Linked DNA regions of Mus musculus: all the other regions are linked to region 4. Evidence: chromatin contacts called from public Hi-C and promoter capture Hi-C data. All regions are on one chromosome and are shown on one strand. Each heading gives the region's core, a stretch centred on a gene start, on an enhancer-like site or on the middle of the called end of the contact. The rest is flanking DNA. Distances are from core to core; before and after follow the strand shown.

Evidence for each region. Promoter capture Hi-C pulls out the DNA fragments that hold promoters and counts their contacts. A called contact is a pair of places that touch in the nucleus more often than the background predicts.
Region 1: a contact with region 4 is called in a promoter capture Hi-C map of liver, with 2.8 times the contacts expected there. The contact joins the enhancer-like site here to the promoter of Psmd5 in region 4. A contact is called at or near these places in 4 of 39 promoter capture datasets (cranial neural crest, liver and neural stem cells), 5 of 115 datasets of contacts at active chromatin or transcription factors (the SCID.adh cell line, embryonic basal ganglia, embryonic stem cells and 1 more) and 4 of 9 other capture datasets (adipose tissue, liver, macrophages and 1 more).
Region 2: a contact with region 4 is called in a promoter capture Hi-C map of the HPC-7 cell line. The contact joins the enhancer-like site here to the promoter of Psmd5 in region 4. A contact is called at or near these places in 7 of 39 promoter capture datasets (the C10 cell line, the HPC-7 cell line, HPC-7-derived erythroid cells and 4 more), 6 of 484 Hi-C or Micro-C datasets (B cells, embryonic fibroblasts, nephron progenitors and 3 more), 24 of 115 datasets of contacts at active chromatin or transcription factors (the 230-238 cell line, the SCID.adh cell line, T-cell acute lymphoblastic leukemia and 17 more) and 4 of 9 other capture datasets (adipose tissue, liver, macrophages and 1 more).
Region 3: a Hi-C map of adipose-derived mesenchymal stem cells shows a contact between it and region 4, with 2.3 times the contacts expected there. The contact joins the promoter of Gsn here to the promoter of Psmd5 in region 4. A contact is called at or near these places in 1 of 484 Hi-C or Micro-C datasets (adipose-derived mesenchymal stem cells) and 2 of 9 other capture datasets (adipose tissue and liver).

The regions. Positions count from the first base shown.
Region 1 is chr2:35,157,214-35,160,031 of GRCm38.p6, forward strand. It overlaps Cntrl (centriolin), which reads left to right. Exons shown (of 44, transcript NM_001379274.1): 26 at 383-575. Among named protein-coding and RNA genes, the nearest start is that of Rab14, 42 kb to the right of the region's middle. Within about 2 kb of position 1,393, at least 12 of the 459 cell types and tissues checked have an H3K27ac peak or open chromatin away from gene starts, as enhancers often do. A contact at or near this core is called in liver, where this site is marked.
Region 2 is chr2:35,137,485-35,140,193 of GRCm38.p6, forward strand. It overlaps Cntrl (centriolin), which reads left to right. Exons shown (of 44, transcript NM_001379274.1): 14 at 148-324. Among named protein-coding and RNA genes, the nearest start is that of Cntrl, 29 kb to the left of the region's middle. Within about 2 kb of position 1,302, at least 1 of the 459 cell types and tissues checked has an H3K27ac peak or open chromatin away from gene starts, as enhancers often do. A contact at or near this core is called in the HPC-7 cell line, where this site is marked.
Region 3 is chr2:35,280,671-35,283,671 of GRCm38.p6, forward strand. Gsn (gelsolin) reads left to right here and starts at 1,710. Exons shown (of 17, transcript NM_146120.4): 1 at 1,710-1,931. The coding sequence starts at 1,794.
Region 4 is chr2:34,869,551-34,872,515 of GRCm38.p6, forward strand. Psmd5 (proteasome (prosome, macropain) 26S subunit, non-ATPase, 5) reads right to left here and starts at 1,412. Exons shown (of 10, transcript NM_080554.2): 1 at 1,200-1,412. The coding sequence starts at 1,372.

The DNA.
Region 1 (2,818 bases), core at 143-2,642, 290 kb after region 4:
TGTCTCGGCCAGATGCTGACCCAAGTCCATCAAGCCTTGTGACATAGTGTGCTTTTACTGCCAGGAATACTCTGTGTTTATAATAAAAATGTATTTTGAACATGTAGCTACTCTCTTAAAAAGTCAGCAAGTTCCTTAGCTGGGTGTTGGGTGGCACATACTTATAATCCCAGCACTTGAGAGACAAGGGCAGGCAGATCTCTGAGTTCGAGGCCAATCTGATGTCCAGAGTGAGTTCCAGGACAGCCAGGGCAACACAGAGAAACCCTGCCTCCAAAACAAAGCAAAACCAAAACACAGTAAAAATTTGAACATTCTTCATAGGCTATCAATGTCCGTATTGCCTGTGTTTAAAATCTTTTGATATTTATGTAATTTTTAGGGACTTCATTGATGGACATGTTGAGAATCTTATGACTGAACTAGAAATAGAAAAGTCTCTCAAACATCATGAGGATATCGTAGATGAAATTGAGTGCCTAGAGAAAACTCTCCTGAAACGTCGCTCGGAACTCAGGGAAGCTGACCGACTTCTGGCGGAAGCCGAGAATGAGCTTGCATGCACCAAGGAGAAGGTGTGTCTAGTGTGCTTCAGGCTGGCCCTCTAGGGGACACAGGCAACCTCCTGCTCTTCACCTAAAACTGGAAAGCAATGGTGGCAAAGAGCACGCTGTCCGAGCTGGGCATCTGAGCAAGTCACCTAGGTCCGCTGACTTTGCTAACCTTGTCTGTAAATTCAAGCTAAGAATGTGTGGTCTGTTGAGTGTGGATTAAATGCATGCTTTAGATTCCAGACACTGTGCTGTTTAGTTCCCAGCATGTCCTGCTTGCCCGGCTGAGTGTGTTGTGGGGCAGAGGTGAGGTGGTTGTTTGTTTGGTTTGACTTCGGACTTTTCAATCTGCGTCTTTTTAAATAACAAATCGATTGTTACAGAAATCTTCCTTCATCAAGTTGGTAACAGAAGTAATGATCTATTTTCAATTTCTGGGTCATAGATTTCTATTCATTTAGGTTCAGCCAAGTTGAAATTGAAAGAAAGAAAGGTTCTGAGATGTTCTTTGCTGGCACGTTACCTCTGGACTACCGAGTGAGTGGTAGTAGCATTCTTTAAGACACAATGCAGCATAAACCCAAAGAGGGAAAGTGACTTCCTAGGTCTTCATGAACGCCATTTCCTTTAGCTTCCCTGGCAGCCCTGGGACGTGGTGTTAACTCAGCTTACACATGCAGCCCAGAGTCACATAGTTGAAGCTCTGCCTTCTCTAGAGTTCTTTAGTTAAATGAGAATTCCAGAGAAAAAAAGGCCCTGGCACACAAAGTACCTCAGGAACTGTTTTTACTTTGTTAGTTCAACTTGGATCAATTTAAGTTAATAGAAACCCGTAGTTGTAACTGAGTGATTGGCTTCACCTATTACATTCTGTGTATCATGACTGATGTTACAGAAACACAGCTCTCACCTCAAAGAGGTACAAGATAATTTATCCTGGAGCCAATGGCCTGACATTTCATGTTCTGATGTATTAATAGTTTCATAAAGATTTTATAGTAACAACATACAAAAAAGCCATAACCCATGACATTTTCAAATGCATTGGTGGGAACATTAGAGAGGCGGGGGCAGCCAGGCAGAGACTGCAGCTGCGGGCTTTGGGTACTGTCTGGAAGCCTGCTGGTAAGTTCATAGAGCCCAAACGGTTTTTGGTTTTGTTTTTTAATCTGTTTTTCAGGATGTTGAATCAGCTTTCTCTGCTAGTCAACAGGGTGTTGGTCACCACCAGAGGTGGACAAGGAATGCCTCCTTAGGAGGCTGAAGCTAACGGAGTATAAATTGCAGTGAGTCTGTGGACCTGCAGACTTCCAACCCCTCCACATCATTACAGTCCATCTGCCTTTACAGGCATAGCTCCTCTCCCGGAATTCTTCACATGGTTCTAAATGAGAACAAGGAAATCCTCATGTCTCTTCCTATGGGCAGTCCTTTTACTGTAAATGTTAGGTTGCTGTGGTTATGTAGGTTATATAGGTGCTATGGGACTAGAGAAAACATCTTCCCTGTATTTATGTTATGTAGGTGTTATGGAACTAGAGAAAACATATCTCCTATATTTGTTTTAATCAGTGACCTTGGCAGTAGACACATAGAGGCAGAGTGACCACAGTGGAGACACTCTCCTCCAAGGGACTCCCCTAAGTAGATGATGAACCCTGCCCAAGGCTTTGCTAATGAACCAGCAGAAAGCAGCTGTCTGAAGAGAAGCGGTGATATGTCTAGCATTGTGGATCCTGCCGAAGAGATGACACCCAGTTAATAGACAGATTTCACATGCAGCCACATCTGACTCTGGAGACTGTTTGTGAGTCAGTGCAAACTAAAATCTTAGATATATTAAACTTCTTACTCTAGATGAATCAGGAAACCAAGTTGATTTTTTGAAAGTGTTTTTTGCCAAATCTTGCATAGGAGGACTTCTATGAAGTCTAAAGACTTCAAAGTAAGTCGCCATCACAAAGTGAGGGTCCTTTCATAATGTCTCAAGTAAGAAGAATCTGTGTGGATGGAGGCTTGCCATTGTCATTTAGTTGGCTAGGTTTGATAATCACATTTTTGGAATAAAAAGGTATCTCCATTCTCTTCATCTTCAGATGACTTTTTTCATAAACGCTCCATCTTTGTTGACACAAACATAGTTTTATATAGTTCCTCTCATAGTGCTTATACCATTTAAGATTTATTTTTGGTCCAGCATATTCTAACATCTGCATGCTGCAACATTGTCATTTTAAAGACTAAATAGCATTCTGTTTTATTACACT
Region 2 (2,709 bases), core at 52-2,551, 270 kb after region 4:
ATGACCCTGCGTCCTGTTGTTTATAAAGTCTGTCTGTGCTGGGCAGTAGCAGTTGGCCAGCATTTGGTGCTCAGGTTAGTTACAGTGGCTTGCAGATGCTTATGCAGCACTCAGGACGCTGCATTTAAACATGCTGAATCTTTGCAGGAGCTTGCAGAGCTAGAAAGTGCCCTCCAGGAACAGCATGAGGTGAATGCATCCCTACAGCAAGCCCAGGGAGATCTCAGCGCCTATGAAACTGAGCTAGAGACTCAGTTAAAACTAAAAGACGCTGAAACCAGCCAGCTCAAGCAAGAGTTGGAAAAACTCCTAAGGCGTACTCAGGTAAGTAGGAACATATGCCAAATACAAACCAAGCAGCCTGTGCTGTCTGTCCCTCTTTTGAGATAGCATCTCACTATATAATGTAGCCCAGGCTGGCCTAGAATTTATGGAAATCACCCTGCCTCAGCTTTGTAGTGCTGGGGTTATAAACATGGGCCACCACACCTGGCATTGTCTTAATACAGATATTTTTAATATAATGGCTATGGATTAATGGAACATATAAAGGAGCATATTTTGGGAGTCTGATGTTCTGAAATCAAACAATAGCCCTGTTAAAATGTGGCCAGATTGTTTCATGCCCCCCCCCCCAACCCCTGTTTTAGACAGCAGATGCTGGGGACGGTGGGCATGAATGCCTTGGTAAGTTAGGGTTTGATAGGCCTAGGGTTCCTTTCTCAGAATAGCTTTAAGAACTTCTATTTAAATTGACTTTAGATTTTAGTTTGCTGTTTCCTTTTATGATTGATTGAAAGATCACTCGTTTGTTATACTGGTAACCACCTTTAGAAAGGACGCCTCATTAGGGCATGGGGGTGAGTGGGAGTGAAAGGGATAGAAAGGGAAGGTGGGTGACCTTGACAAAGGGTTCGAGAGGGCAGTGTACTGCAAGATCTTCAGATGTCAGGGCAAAGAAAGTGCAGAAAGAAGATAAAAGTTAAGTAGCAGGGTGAAAGTGGGCACCGTAGCCTGTCCTTCATCAGAGTGAGATGGTCAGCAGTTAGGAGCACCTGACCTCTCTCCTAAGGCCCCAGGCTGGATCCCAGCACCCACATAGTGGCTCACAACCATCAAAACCCCAGTTCCAGAGAATTCCATGTCCTCTTCTGGCCTCTGCAGACACAGACATCCTTGCCAGCAAACACAGACACACAAAGTACAAAGTGATAAATGTAAAGGCACATGCTCTAGAGTGTGTGTGTGACTAGAAGAGGAAGCAAGAGTAGGCCTGTGCTGTAGTGATTAATGTTCTGTTCTTGTCTTACCAGAGATCGGTGTCTTGCCAAGTGTCAGTATTGTGTTTTCCAAGAGCACTACAGTTTATAAAACCCTTGGCAGGATCAGAGTAGCAAAAAGCAGCTGGTTAGGGGAAAGAAATTATTATTATTTTTTAATAGCAGCAAATAAAATTTCTAAATGCCATCTCTTTAGAATGAACTCCTTTTTGTTTTTGGTTTGCCCAAGCTACTTTGAATGATGGTCTTTTGTACTTGGTGACAGGCTTTTTCTCTCCCCCAGTGATGCAGATATAGGTCAGATTAGACCTTACTAAAAGTAGATAAAGGCAGGTTTATTAGAGGCAGCTCTCGGGTGGGCTCTCTGATCTCACAGGTAGAGGTCAGTGAAGTCATTCATCCAGGTTAAAGCAAGAGGGTTTTATAGAACCAGCTAGGAGCTGGATTGTGTCCATACGTGGTCAAACACTGAGTCCCTGGGCAGGCACTCTTGAGTGGGTTGCCAGAAACAGAGAAGACAAGAAGTAATATGGCATGTTAGTTATTAGCCCGGAGCTTTCTCTGTGTGGGTGGGGTTAGGGAAGGAAGGGCAGATGGTATTTCCCAGCTTGTGCAAGGAGGGTGGTGAACAGGGGTTCCAGCCTAACACTTGAATTTTAGGTAAGTCTTGGCAAAAATATTTTAAGAACCTTGATGTTTAGTTATTGAAAGCCGTACTCTAACCCTTAACTACCAGAACTGGGCTTCAAACCACATAGAAAGTATAGAGTATAAAGAATCTAAGTTTCTTGGATTGTTACACTTTAGTTATATGAAACCCTTTGCAAAGCTTGTTGGATGCAGATTCCATAGATATTCTGACCTGTCAGATCTGAGACAGAAACTGGTCATCTGCTGTTGTGCTTTATTTTGTTGTTTTTTTTCCTTCTCCCCTCTCCTGCTTTCCTTCTTCCTTTTCCTCTTTTTCCTTCCTTCCTTCCTTCCTTCCTTCCTTCCTTCCTTCCTCCCTCCCTCCCTCCCTCCCTCCCTCCCTCCCTCCCTCCCTCCCTCCCTCCCTTCCTCTATATCTTTCACGTTCTTCCTCTCTGAGATCAGGTCTCATTTTTGTAGCCCAGGCCAACCTCTCCCTCCTCCTGCCTCAGCCTCCCAAGAGCTGGGAATACAGAAATGTACCACTGTGCCAAGCTTCATCTGCATGTTCCAAAAATATGTGTATGAGTGTTGCCTGTAGGTATGTCTGTGTACCACACGCATATTTTTTTGTAACCTGCAGAGGCCAGCAGGTGTCTAATCCCTTGGACCTGGGGTTATAGATTGTTGTGAGCTACTATGTGGGTTCTAGAAATTGAACCCAGGACCTCTGGAAGAGCAACTAGTGTTCTTCACCTCTGAGCCATCTCTCTAGACCCCTCATTTTTAATAGATATGT
Region 3 (3,001 bases), core at 460-2,959, 410 kb after region 4:
GCATGCACAGTCCACTCACCGAAGCACACAGTTCTGTGATTTTTCTGTGGCGTGAACTGGTTGTATGATCATCATCGTGGTGTGGTATTAAAAATTTCCCACCATTACAGTGATCTGAGGACTCTCTCCAGCCTGGGCAGCCACGCCACGGCAGTGTCCAAGGTGACGTCTCTCTCCTAGTCGAAGTGATAGCTTTAACAGTGCAGCGTTTACTGACTTTGCAAGGGTTTGTGCATCAACTGCAGATTCTTTCCTTATAGAAAGGAAGAGACATCATTGTGCAATTTGCTTCTGGCACCTGGAGGTCTCTCCATGCCTACTGAGTGCCTACTATGTGCTACCAGGCACAACTGGCTCTGACTTCTTTTTCTTTTCACAGTTGCTTTGTGGTCCATTGTGTGACAGTCCCATCACTTATGTCCCCAGGGCATTTGGGTCATTTCCAATTCTCTTTGAACAATGCTTCAATGCATATCCTTGTCCATTGCAAGCAGCTCTGTAGGGAATGTTGTATTATGTGTCTTGAATATGCACAATCTACTTTCTATCTAGAGAGGTGAAAATGGCTTATGCTTCCAGAAATGTTCCTGCAAGCAGTGTGGGCTTTAATCACCTCCCTGAGTTGTGCCCAGGGCAGCCCACTGTAGGCTACACAGGCTTGAAGGTGGGCTTCCTAGACCATGGAGCCCAGAGAATTCAAGGCCTCTACAAACACCTGATAAAATCCCATTTCTAGGGGTACTCACCTTTCTTGCCTTGCCCCCCTGTAAATCAGATCCTAGCTATTTACTGGGCATGGCCTGTGTTTGCTTGCCCTCTGCCTATATGCTGTTCCCTCCCCTGGAAATGTTCTCAGTCTCCCCTGCGACAAGACCCAGGCCATCTGAAGTCCCCATAACCTTCAGTCTCAGCTGTTCTCTGTGTTCTCTTAGCTGTGAACTGTTTCCCCTTAAGTGGGAAGAAACTGGGGAGGGAGACAGCAAAGTTAGATAGAAGTCATGCTATGTAGGCTCCCAAGGGAGCTGGGACAGCGATGCATTGCCTCCTGCAGACCAGGCTATCTGAGCAGGCCTGATCTAACCCTCTGCAACCTCTAGGAGACATAGTAGGTGGTACTTAGTAGTTTAACTTAGGTCCACATTTCCCAGTGATGAGGAGCGAGGGAAGGAGAGGGCCTGAAATGGGGCGGGGAGGTGGGGGGAAAAGGTTGCAGAAGGAAATGGAGGTGTTATCCTTTAAAGGAGATGGATACAAGTATTGCCCTGGGCAGGGGCAACCAGTCAACAGGCAAGAACTTTGTACAACAAACTAAGATTTGCTCAAAATAACAATAACAAAACAGAAAGAAAGAAAAAATGTCACTGGGGGGAGGGGAGAACAATCCAAAAAGAGTACTTGAGTTGGAAACCGCCATGAACTTGTTAGTTCATGCTAGGTGTTTTTTGTTGTTTTGGTTAGTTTTTGTTGGATCTGCTTATTGGACCAATAAGAAGGCGGTTGAACGGGCCCCAGAAAAACTCTCACTGAGTTAGCATCTGTTATATGTCAGACCACAGGCCGGATCTTCTGATTGGAAACTAGGGTCCAAGGGGCGACCGCACCCAGTCGGGTTGGTCCCAGTGGGAAGGGAACCCAGATGTCTCAGAGATCCCGGACAGATACCCGCCTCCCCCGCGGGCCGCAAGGCCCTCCCTGCTGGGCGGTCCTCAGCTAGGGCGGGATGGGACGGCCGGTTACTTAAAGGTTGGGGCGACCAAGGGTCCGCGGCCGCAGCCTGGGTCCTCACCGTCGCCATGGCTCCGTACCGCTCTTCACTGCTCTGCGCGCTGCTCCTCCTGGCGCTGTGCGCACTGTCGCCTTCCCATGCAGCCACCACATCACGGGGCAGGGCCCAAGAGAGGGCGCCCCAAAGTCGGGTGTCTGAGGCGCGGGTGAGTGCCCGGGGTCCCCGGGGCTCCCCGAGTAATTGTCTATTGTAAGTTCTTGCAGATACAGCGCTAGGAAAAGGGGAGTAATTCAGGTGTAGAATGGAAAAACTGTTTTGTTGCTTTGTAAGTATGTCTTGCTGCTTCGGGGCTCCTGGGGGCGGGGTTCGGGGGCCGGGGCCAAAGCTCTTTCCTTCCTGCAGGCTAACCTCACCTTGGCCGGATCTTTCCCCACTACTGATTTGGATCCCATCTCCTTTATCATGTCTAACTACTGCCCTTCTTGCTGGTCTTTCTCAGAGTCCTCTGCGTTTGCTGTTTGCTGTTTGTCTGTCCCCTCCCGTTCGGTTTCCCCTTTGAAAGCCTCTGGACAGGACTGTTATTTTATTCTCTTCTCTCTACCCTGATTGTGGTCTCCTCCCCTGCCCGACCCCTCCCACTTGTCTGCCCTTTCTGTTCTCTACTCTCCACTACCTGAGTTTTTCTCCCCAATCGCTTCTGACTTCTGCCTGCTTTTTGTTCCAACCAGACCTTCCTCTGTCTGAGGTGACCTGCTGACATCCCTCCTTGGGCGCAAACCTAACCGTCTGTCCCATTGGCACCTACAGAGCATGTCTGGCAGCCTTTCCCACCCTCAAACCTTCTCCTAACAGGTTCCCCCTGCAGACTTCAGGCTCCATTCCTTCCCCCTTTCCCAAGATGTGGAAATTTGGTGGGTGGGATGCTGGGGGCGGGGCAGGAGGGAGGAGGCAGACAGCTCAGGAGGCCACTTGGGCCCACTAAGCCAGTCCTTAGTGGGCTGTGATGATCCTTCCCCTTCCAAGGAGCAAAACCAACCACGGGACCTAGGATCGGGCCCCTTGCCCTTTGGTCCTGTTTCCCCATTTGCAGAGTAGGGGTGGATAATGCGTCCTAAGCCACAAAGGTTCTGGAAGAGAGCATGCAGAGTCACTGGGGACTGAGAGATTTGCCACTGCTATCTGGGAGTGTCTATCCATAGGGGCAGAGAGTGCCTTTGGAGTCCAGGGCTATCCCTCTATGTTGTCTCCCAAATGGGGGCCCCTGAAAGACAGCCT
Region 4 (2,965 bases), core at 162-2,661:
TGTATTTACCATGTATTTCCTGAACTGTACTTCAGGGCAGATGCAGAGAGGAACAAATGTGTTTCCTAACCACAAAGACACACACAGAATTATAACAAGGGAAAGGTATCCAGAATTATAAACAGAAAAATGATAATGTCATTATGGTGTCTGACGAAGAGCCACTTGCAGCTGGAGAAAGACTTTTTTGGGGAGGTGGCACATGGGCTGGGTCCACAGTCAGTAGAACTGGTGTGAGAGGAGTTCAGAAAGTGCCAAGTCATGCTCTAGGAACGTTAGTGATGGTAACACGGTAGTGGAACAGATGCGCTCAGTGGAGTAAATGAAGGAGAGTAGCCTGGAAAAGCAGACTGGAAAGCTACCAGGAAGGGCCCAAATACCAAACTATACAATCATGATTTCCACAGACAAGCTAAGCCAACTGACCTGAGACATTAGTTCTGGTTGCAGGGTGAGGGCTAGTCAGAAAAGGAAAATAACCACTAAAATACTGACTGTTAAAACCAACTTAGCAGACGTAGCAGGAGTAAGAGATGTAGCAGAAGGGAGGTAAGAAAGCGCACTGAAAGCATTCAGTGCTGACTGACTGGAGCTCACTATCTTTTCAAATTAAAATTCAAATACAAAAAGCACATTAAATGATCAAGTTAACAAATACAAGACATTTCTAATTTAATGCTATAGATGCATATTCATCAAAAGTTGCTATCCTAACATTTTAATTCCAGTTGCACATTAATAACTTCTACATATAATCCTGGGTTATGCAGTTTACTCTCGCTTGTAAGGGGTATATAGTGGATTAATTTACACATAAGCTTTACAATTTTCCTTTTTTTTTTTTTTTACATTCAACACTTTCATACATACACAGATCGGCCGCGCAACGTTACGCAGCAATAATTTATGTCCTTAATGATTTATTAATATGGTTGTTTCTAGTTTAAAGTTTTGCTGTCTCACAAATCTGTTATTCCGTACATTTTAATTCCACTGGACAAGCATTCACTGGATACTGAAATTAAAAGGCGTGCCGTGGACCCCGCCACAATATCAGCAGAAGATTCCTTCCGGAGAGGAGAACCGTCAAGACCCGGGCAACACACAGTTGTGGACATCTTGCAATTGGACAACCTGGACTTTTCTCCGAAAGACCCCTGCAGCCATCCCTACCCGCCCAAGCCCGGTGCTTCTCTCACCGATTGTTCTGGTTAAGCAAGGAGAACAGCGGGCGGAGGCGTAGCTCCGCCGCCTGCTCGCGAAGCTCGTGCAGCGGCACAGCCTGCACCACTGACTGCAGCGCACGAAGCTCCTCCAGCGGCGCCTCCAGCCGCGCCACCTCCCGCAGGAGCGACACAGCCTGCGCCGCCATCTCCCTGGCTCCCGTCTGCCCGCCCACCTACTAGGTTCCCAGAGCGCCTCTCTGAATCTCGCGAGATCTTACGGAGCGAAGCCTCCCAGCAGATCTGTCAAGTCTCGCGAGATCCTTTCTCAACGCGGTCCCCGCCCCTTTCTTTGGGGCCCGGAGTCTTGCGCGTGCCGGGAGACTAAGAGACTGAGACCGCCCAGGGGATCAAGAGGCTTTGTGCACGCTCTCCGCAGAGGCCTCCGTGACGGAACCGGGATGACTGAACCCGAGTCCGAGGCCAGGTGGCCATCAAGATGAGGCACATGGTCCCCGAAAACTTGGACGTGGGGCGCCGGTTTGACGTCTGTCAGCCAATGGAAGGCCTGATTAAGAGAAGTTTGGGGCCGATGTGCAGGAAGTTTTCGGCATCTTCCAGAGTCTGCGCGTGACGTAATCACCGAAGGACAGACATAGCATTTAGTGCGGAGAGAAGGAGCAGGCCATGGAGGGGCTGGCCTCAGACTCCGAGACCAAATGCACACAGAAGTGTCTGATGGAAATCAGTGGTCAAGGACAAGCTATATATATTTCGTGAAAGAGAGAGAGGAGAGAGAGAGGGAGAGAAGCTTAAAAATCGCTGCCATCTGCGAAACACGGGGTTGTTGGAGAAGAACCATTAAAAGCTAGTTGACAACCAACTATTTCAAGCCGTTGGAATGTCTGGTCAGAGTTGTAGACCTCATTTGGTCCCCTGTGCCAAGGAGATGAGTCTGTTTTGGAACGCATGGCTTCCTGTTCTTTTACGGAAAGAGACAAAAATCCAGGAAGCTTAGAGGAGACTAAGGATGGGATGCCCATCTGTATGTGTGTTCGCGCGTGCATGTCAGGGACTCAGGTGACAACAATAAAACTCTGCGACTTTACAAAGACCCTAATCCCACTCTTTTGGAAAAGGTTAAACTACCCGTTTCCCCATTTTATGTCATACACACGGAGAACTGTCACTAACCGTTGTCTTCTCTTTTCGTTACTTCACGATTATCGTACCCTTGAAGCCTAGAAGCTAATTGGCAGAGAAAACTCTTGAATTAAAGGTGTGGGTGATTATGAACAGAAGTCCCAGGCATTCAGACTCCTCCCCAGCCCTCCAAACTCCCAGGGGCTTGTTTTCTGTAGCCCTTGGATCATAATATTTTCCAGACATTCAGGAATTATATCAAGAAGACATTTGACCACTTTGCTCCCTGCGTTGAAAAAGAAAACTCACTTAAGTAACACAGCAGCCTTATACTACTTTTAGTAGTTGTAAAAGAAGTTTAAAAAAAAAAAAAGATGACACATAGCCAGTCATTCTTAAAGCTTGCGAGAAACTTAGGAGTATGTTGTGAGTGGCCACACACGTTTCCCTAGAGCTGATGAGATTTAAAAAGAATGGAGAATTGATTTGGTTAAAAATAATATTGGGAAAAGTGAGCCAAGAGTCTATATCCATAGACAAGAAGACCAATCCCTGCAACCACAGACTGAAGATGACTCTAAGCAAAGCGAATGTTGCCTATGCTAGGCCTCAGCCCTCACTGGTTGCAATTGCCCTGGATCCTGGCTTGAGATGGCTCA